Linked DNA regions of Zea mays: region 1 is linked to region 2. A link is a contact called in public Hi-C data. All regions are on one chromosome and are shown on one strand. The core of a region is the stretch at or near the end of the contact, and the rest is flanking DNA. Distances in the headings are between cores, read along the strand shown.

The links. Hi-C and Micro-C count contacts between places; a contact is called where the count stands out from the background.
Region 1: a Hi-C map of bundle sheath shows a contact between it and region 2, with 2.6 times the contacts expected there. The contact joins the promoter of LOC100284729 here to the promoter of LOC103643872 in region 2. A contact is called at or near these places in 3 of 25 Hi-C or Micro-C datasets (bundle sheath, ear and tassel).

Annotation. Positions count from the first base shown.
Region 1 is chr1:272,632,239-272,636,492 of Zm-B73-REFERENCE-NAM-5.0, reverse strand. It overlaps LOC100284729 (integral membrane protein DUF6 containing protein), which reads right to left and starts at 2,594. Exons shown (of 8, transcript NR_182097.1): 1 at 2,021-2,594; 2 at 1,476-1,693; 3 at 1,264-1,336; 4 at 802-918; 5 at 515-697; 6 at 280-421; 7 at 7-172.
Region 2 is chr1:272,035,267-272,038,983 of Zm-B73-REFERENCE-NAM-5.0, reverse strand. It overlaps LOC103643872 (phosphatidylinositol 4-phosphate 5-kinase 2), which reads left to right and starts at 1,898. Exons shown (of 8, transcript XM_008667053.4): 1 at 1,898-3,269; 2 at 3,364-3,537; 3 at 3,639-3,717. The coding sequence starts at 2,326.

The DNA of each region.
Region 1 (4,254 bases), core at 1,345-3,844, 600 kb before region 2:
AGTTACCTTTCTAATTGCCTTCCTATGATCTTCCCGGAATCAACTGGTATGGGAGACAACGATAAGTAGTCTCGTCGTTTCACTGGAGTTTCTAAAGCATTGCTGCTGCGTTTTTTGACTTTCTTGGACTTCTCAGGAGCTGACCCAAATAGCTGAACTGTCAAACTGCCACCTGATGAAAAGCAAGTGTATCCTGTTAGCTCCAAGGAATACTTAATTCGGGCACTCCGTCGCTCACAAAGGAGGCAAAGAACTAAGGAAAGGGAACACAAGCTTTACATAATACGAGAGCAGCTCCAGTCCATGCAGCGTCATCCCATCTTTCACCAAGGAGGAACCAAGCAAAAGCAGCTCCCCAAACTGGCTCCAACCCGTAAACAACTGCAGTTTCGGTTGCTGAAACATCGCCCATCGCCACCATCTGCAGGAGGACATGCAAGCAGTCCACAAGCTTAGAACAAGCGAGCCTTCAACGAGAGGAGCACTACAAGAACACTCAGAGAAGTAAACTGACCTCTGCCCACATGCATAACACCGTAGAAAGAACCCCAGTGTACAATGCTGGTATCCAAGGAAACGAAACTGTGGTATCCCAGAGCATCCCGAACGTCCAAGATTCAAAGCTGGATCCGCTGGTATCAACGTAGCCATCTTTGAACATAAACCAGAGAACGGAGGAGAAAGCAACCACAAGGACCTGGATGATAGAAGATTTTGTGAAATTGTGTCCACGGCGTTGCGCCGTCGCAATGGGTAAGATATATAGCAGTATAAAGGGATACGAGAATATGTTCGCGCAACCTCGAAGCCAAGAAGAGCTAAAAATTTCTTCTTGTCCGTACTCCTTGATATTTGTTCTGTTCTAAGCATATGGATCCCGAAAAACACGGCACTGAAGAAGTTCAAAATATCGCCAACCTTTGAACACAATGAAAGCAGTTCAAGGAATCAGTATCGTATTTACTTTTTAAGGCACAAAGCAAGCAGTTCATAAATATATCCAAAGACTTGGAATAATGAAATCTATCGATTTTGAGGATTTAACAGAAGTTTTATATGTTTGAAATTCGGTTGATCATCGTCAATGCAAGATTGAAGACTCAATGGGAGTGTGACTATTGTTGCATGCATAAAGAACCTTTTGGACAGAAGTCAGGAAAGCAAGAAACTGTGCCAGAGATCTTTAACCATTCTGTAAGATCCTGAAAGCTATTATTCACTACAGCCAATAAACTACTTAGTAAAAACAAAGTTGTTACTTACACTGGGAGGAGATCCACCACATTCCAGCAGGCCAATTCCGAACAGAGACATGATGGCTCCGAACCATGTGAGTCTGGGGATCGAAGCACCAAGAAGACCATCAATTAGAGGCACAACTACGACCTGTACAGTAACAGAAGCATTTGCCAGTTCAGGCCATTTCAGCAAAACCACCAAAATTCAGAATGAACACGGCGTGGAGCAGGATCTACCGTGAAGGCCGTGATGAAGGATGCTCGGCCAGCATCAGATGAGAGCAATCCAATTGCTTGAGAAAGGTAAGCTAAGCTAACCCAGACTCCCAGCTCCAGTCCCGCGTAGCGTACACTGCGGTCACCGAAGGAACGGAGCGCGAATGGTACGAAGGGGATGGCTGCAACAACGAACCGCACCATGTTGAAGACCGCAGGCTCTGTCAGGGCTTCGACCTCTTTCAAAACCGGAATATCACTTGCTGGCAGGATAAAAAAAAAGGATCAAAAGTGAACTACAAAAGGCTCAATTTTACTGTTAATACCAACCACAGCACAACCAATCACAGTGGTCGGAGAAAGAACTTTAGCATGAAGAGTATTTGGAGTAGCACTACAGATTACAGAGGCGATGCACTGCTATTTTTTTCAATACCCTAATTAGCAATGCCAGAATCGTGCAGAGTAGAGTTTGAGACCGAGCAGTTGAGCATATATAGTACGAACTGGAGCGGCTGTGTGTGTGAGAGAGAGAGAGATTAAGAACAAAGGAAGTATTCGCACACCATAGATGACCGTGAGGGCGTTGAGGATGATGATACTTCGTGTCTTCTTGGAGGCGAAGAGGATCCGGCTCCACACCGGCCGGCCGCGCGCCGGCTTCTTCGTCTCACCGCTCTTCTTCCTCTCGTCCTCGATCTTGGGCGCCTCCTCCTCGCCGCTGGCGCCGGGCCCGTCGAGCGCCACGCACCGGGGCGCCAGCGCCACGAGAACCCTTGCCCGGCGCAGCGACGCGGCCCAGCGGGGCTCCGTGACGACGGCTAGCGTCGCGCGGCAGGAAGGCCCCGCCGCTGCCGCCCCAGCCCCGACCATCTGCAGCGGCAGTGCCCACGACGCGGGCGCGAGGGAAGAAGCCATACCAAGACCGCTCTAGTTCTGCCTGCGCTCCTGTTGCTACTTGCTAGTGGTGCAATGGAGTGAGCAGGTGTAGCGGCCACTTATGGTGTTCTCTGACTGGACTGGAGGAGTAAAAAGGTAAGGTAGGATGAAATGAAATGAAACTCGCAGGAAGAAGGCCTGGGTCGTGTTTGTCAGTTTGTGGTGAAGAGCTTGTCTTTGGCGACGACGGCTGGGGATTTTATTTTCTGTGGAGGCGTGGAGCGGGGGCGCGCTGTGGTGGTTGGCCACGTCCGGTGCTGGGAGAGACCTCTCGGGTTTGTTTCCTAGCGAAAACGCCCGCGTCGATATGTCTGCTGGGTTCAGATGAGGCCGAGCCGGCGAGTCGCCGTGGCCGCGAAACAGAGCAATCGTCTCTCGTCGGAGAGCTACCGAGTACAGCGCATGTGATCCTCGCGGAGCCCCCCCACCTGTCGAGCTGTCATTGCTCGGGCGTCGACGAGATGGCTTGATTTGCTTTGCTTTGCTTTGCACGCTGTGGTTTTCATCACATGCTGTGTTATGACAGTTTCTCTGGCAGCCATGATATCCTCGTGCTACGAGGCAATATCTTGTAGAAGAGTACTCTTTAACATCTAGCGCGTGCATGTATATCTTCAAACCAAAAATTACAGACACAGCTTCTGACCACCAAAATCTGTTGCGGACTGCTAAACACTCAGCTTTTCAGTCAGCTTCTATAAAATTTGTTGGAGCAAAACCATCCAAAATCAACATAAACACATAATCGGTTGAGTCATTGTAATAGTAGAAATCCGTCACTTTCTAGATCCTGAGCCCTATGAACAACTTTATCTTTCTCCACACTTAATCGTAATGATACTCAGATTCTCCCCACAGCCAGATTTTTAAAAAAGCTGGTCAGAAAAAAGTTGAACCAAACATGCCCATAATACCTCCGGCGAGGGCATCTGGCCGGAGCTAGGGTGAAAACGGGTCGGGTATACCCATCGGGTACCGGATACGGATATTGCAAATACTCATTTTTCGATACGGATTCGAATATTTTTATATTCGGGACGGATACGGGTAAATACCCGGATACTGAAGCTTCGGATTCAGGTCGGATGCGGAGCGAGGACTACCCGGTAAATACTCAGATAGTCAGGTCGGATACAGGTACCCGGAATTCGGGTACCCGTTTTTTCATTTCCTGCATAATAGTATAGTTATAACATCATAACTTTTACGTATGAAATCGGATGAAGATAAAGTTTATATGAAAATTGTAGAGCTCGAAGAGATCTATAACGTTATAGTACATCAATTTTTTGTTTAAACATATCTTTAGGCCAAAATTATTAAAATAATGTTCAAATTTATATTAAACTAATATACTTTATCATTTTTATGTGGGGGATTAATGTTATCTCTACGTGGGAACTTAAGGTTATCTTTGTAGAGACTATTTATTAGTATTCATAACTTATTTGCAATTTTCGATCGACGCTACATTATTTTATGGATTTAATTGTATTTTATTGATTTTCTATGACAAGAAATTAATAGATATATAAATAGTCTCAAAAAATCATGAAATTTTACGGAGGTATAACATATTGTCGGGGACCGTAATTAGGGGTACCCCTAATGCTACTTAATCCAGTTGGAAAACATCTTCAGAACAAACCATAAACGACTGATAAAGCGCAGGCCTCGTCTACTAGGGGACGCGACCTCATCCGAGCCCAGCCTCGGGCAAGGACAGTAGTCCCGGACGGATTCACGCCTCGCCCGAGGGTCCCCTCAGTCAGCAGACGCACCCTCAGCTCGCCCGAAGCCCAGCTCGGGCAGACTTTGTCGTGCAGCAACCTCGGCCGGATCGCCCTACCAACCGACCGTA
Region 2 (3,717 bases), core at 649-3,148:
AAATTGTAAAAGTCATTGTATGGCTTAAAACAATTAGGGCGTGTGTGGTACAAACGCTTAAGTATTTTCCTTTCCAAAAAGGGATACACTAATAATGATGGTTGTCTATGTGTTTCCATTAAGAAATCCACATCAGGTTTTTGCATCATATCAGTATATGTTGATGATCTTAACATCATTGGAAGTGATATTGATATAAATGAAGCACGTCATCATCTAAAGACGGAATTTGAAATGAAAGATTTGGGTAAAACCAAATTTTGCTTAGGTTTACAACTTGAGCATTTGCCCTGTGGCATATTCGTATATCAAGAAGCCTATGTCCAAAAAATATTGGAGAAGTTTAATATGGATAATTCATATCCCTCCAAAACTCCTATGGTTGTGAGATCTCTTGACATGGAGAAAGACCCATTCCGACCTAGAGAGGAGAAAGAAGAGATTTTGGGTTCAAATTACCCATATCTAAGTGCAATTGGTGCGCTTATGTATTTAGCAAATAGTACCCGGCCGGACATTGCATTTGCAGTGAATCTACTTGCAAGATACAGTGCTGCTCCTACTAAACGTCATTGGACAGGAGTAAAACATATCCTTAGATATCTCAATGGTACAAGAGATTTTGGTCTTTTCTACGAAAGAGGCCAAGACTCGACTTTAATTGGATATACAGATGCTGGCTATCTTTCAGATCCTCATAATGTCAGATCTCAAACAGGCTTTGTTTATTTATATGGTGGAACAACTATCTCTTGGAAATCAACCAAACAAACTTTGGTAGCCACTTCCACAAATCATTCTGAAATAATTGCTTTATATGAAGCTTCCAAAGAATGTGTATGACTTCGTAGAATGATTAATCATATACTACAATCTTGTGGTATAGGTTCTATAGAATCACCTACCATTATCTATGAAGATAATGCAGCTTGTGTTATTCAGATGGAAATTGGTTATATTAAGAGCAATATCACTAAGCATATAGCTCCAAAATTATTTTTCCCTCATGAATTACAAAAGGATGGAGAAATAAATATATTGCAGACTAAATCATGCGACAATCTCGCAGATTTATTCATTAAGTCCCTACCGTACTCCACATTTTCAAAATATGTTGAAGGTATAGGTATGAGAAGACTTAGAGATCTGCAAAATTCAGGGGGAGTAACTCTCACCGATACATAACAAGTTCACATCATATTGCACTCTTTTCTTTATGCGGTTTTTCTCTCACAAAGAGTTTTTATCATATAAAGTTTTTAATGAGACAATATTAATACAAGCGTATACCATATCACTCTTAATTTTCCCACAGGGTTTTTGTAAGGTGATATGAGGTATAGTAGAAATTTTAAATGCAGGATTTTCATTTGATGGACTCAATCAAGGGGGAGTATTAAGGAAAAAATGATTTCGTCCACGTCAGCAATCCGGAGGAGGAAACACACTTAATATCAAAGGTGGAGATTAACAAGATCGACGGTCATTAGTTAATAAGATTAGTGTTAATAATATTCCTTTATGTAAATCATGTTCCCGAACAGGCACCCCTCTCCCTCTCTCCTACGACGAGGAAACCGTCCTTAGCGAATGGACAAGTTTTCTGTCATTTCACTATGTATAAATACACACCATCATTGAATGAAAAGGATACGCATCATTTGCTTGAGTCCCTTCGTTTTCTGACAGGGGCGGAGAGTGCCCCTGGCGGCAGCGTGGTGGGGTAATGAGTTGTGGCCTGTCTCGAACTGTTCCGCAGTCTCGACTCAAACCCAACCAGTCCATGTCTCGATGAGACGATGACCATCCCCTCCCCTCCAAAAAAATAAAACGCCCATGCATATATCCAAATAAAGAAACCCAACCATAAAATCCGGTTTTGCCCCAAACCGTCGCGGACGACGACGGGTCCACTCGTGACTCGTGCCCCCGTGGCCCCACCACCAAATGTGAACTGGCCGCAGGAGATCCGCGACTCCGCGTGGCGAGCCGCTCGTTGCACGCCAGAGGAGCCGCGCTGATCTTAGCGAGATGTTGTTGGGACAGCTAGGTAAAAGCCACCCCCCTCGGGCCTCGGCCTCTCGCTCCTCTTCCATTGTATAATCCTCTTCCCTCCTCCACCCACTTCACCTGGCACACTAGTGGCCACTGCACTGGTAGTAGTAGCCCAGTACTGGCACCGCTCTAGCCCAGATCAAAGCTCGGGAGAAGAGGGAGAGGAGGTAGTGCAACATAAATCCCGAGTCCCACCAAATCGCAAGTCCTAGCAGCTTCCGGTCTGCAACTGCAACGCCGCGGGCTTGAGTGCGAGAGTGCGCGTGGGGGATGAGGCGGGTGGCACCGGCGATGACCGCCGCCAGCAGCGCTGCTGGCGGCGAGGAGACGGCGGTGGTGGAGAAGACGCTGCTCAACGGGGACGTCTACCGCGGCGGCTCGCCGCACGGGAAGGGCAGGTACGTGTGGGCCGACGGCTGCATGTACGAGGGGAACTGGCGGCGGGGCAAGGCGTCCGGGAAGGGCCGCTTCTCGTGGCCGTCGGGCGCCACGTTCGAGGGGCAGTTCCGCAGGGGCCGCATCGACGGGCAGGGCGTGTTCGTCGGCCCAGACGGCGCCACCTACCGCGGCGCGTGGGTGGCGGACCGTCGCCACGGCCTGGGCAACAAGACCTACGCCAACGGGGACTGCTACGAGGGCCAGTGGCGCCGCAACCTCCAGGACGGCCACGGCCGGTACGTCTGGGCCAACGGCAACCAGTACATCGGGGAGTGGCGCGCCGGGGTGCTCTCCGGCCGCGGCGCGCTTATCTGTGCCAATGGCAGCCGCTACGACGGCGTCTGGGAGAACGGCGTGCCCAAAGGGTCAGGGGTCTTCACGTGGCCCACCGGCGGCTCCTGGCCTGGGAGCTCGGTAGACCTGCCGGCCATGAGCGCCACTTTCTTCGCGCCTCCTGGTGCTGTTGCTGTGAGTAGGAGGTCTTCTGTGGAGGGCGTGGGGGACAAGGCGACCCCGCGGATCTGCATATGGGAGTCGGAGGGCGAGGCTGGAGACATTACCTGCGACATCGTCGACGCGCTCGAGGCGTCTATGCCTATGCTCTTCAAGGAAGCCGCGGCTATCGCGGGTGGAGCAACTTACATGCGATCAGCCAGCGGAGTCCCACGCTGGGCGTCGGCGGTGGCAACCACGCCGCAGAGTAAACGACCCGGGCGGACCATATCCAAGCGACACAAGAATTACGAGCTTATGCTGCAGCTGCAATTAGGCATCATGTGAGGTTTTGGTAGCTCCGTGTTCTCACAATGTGGTCTGGTTTTTGGAGAGGATGTGCAAATGGAGGTTTTATTATGGTTCTGCATCCTGCAGGCATTCCGTGGGGAAGTCTTCGGCTGTGCCGATGCGAGAACTGGAACAGGGAGATTTTGATCCAAGGGAAAATGCTTTGTCCTGGACAGAGTTCCCACCAGAGGGTTCGAAGGCCACACTGCCGCATTCAACTGGGTACTTCTGCTGGAAGGACTACTGCCCCATGGTGTTCAGGTTTTTTGTCTTCGACTCCTGATCTACCATTTCATCTGTGTGTGCTGCCGTCTGCACATCTTCTCTATTAATTAACTCTGGTGTCGTATTCTGCATTGCAGGCATTTGAGGAAGTTGTTTGCTGTGGATACAGGGGATTACATGCTTTCGATCTGTGGCAATGATCCTCTGAGGGAGCTG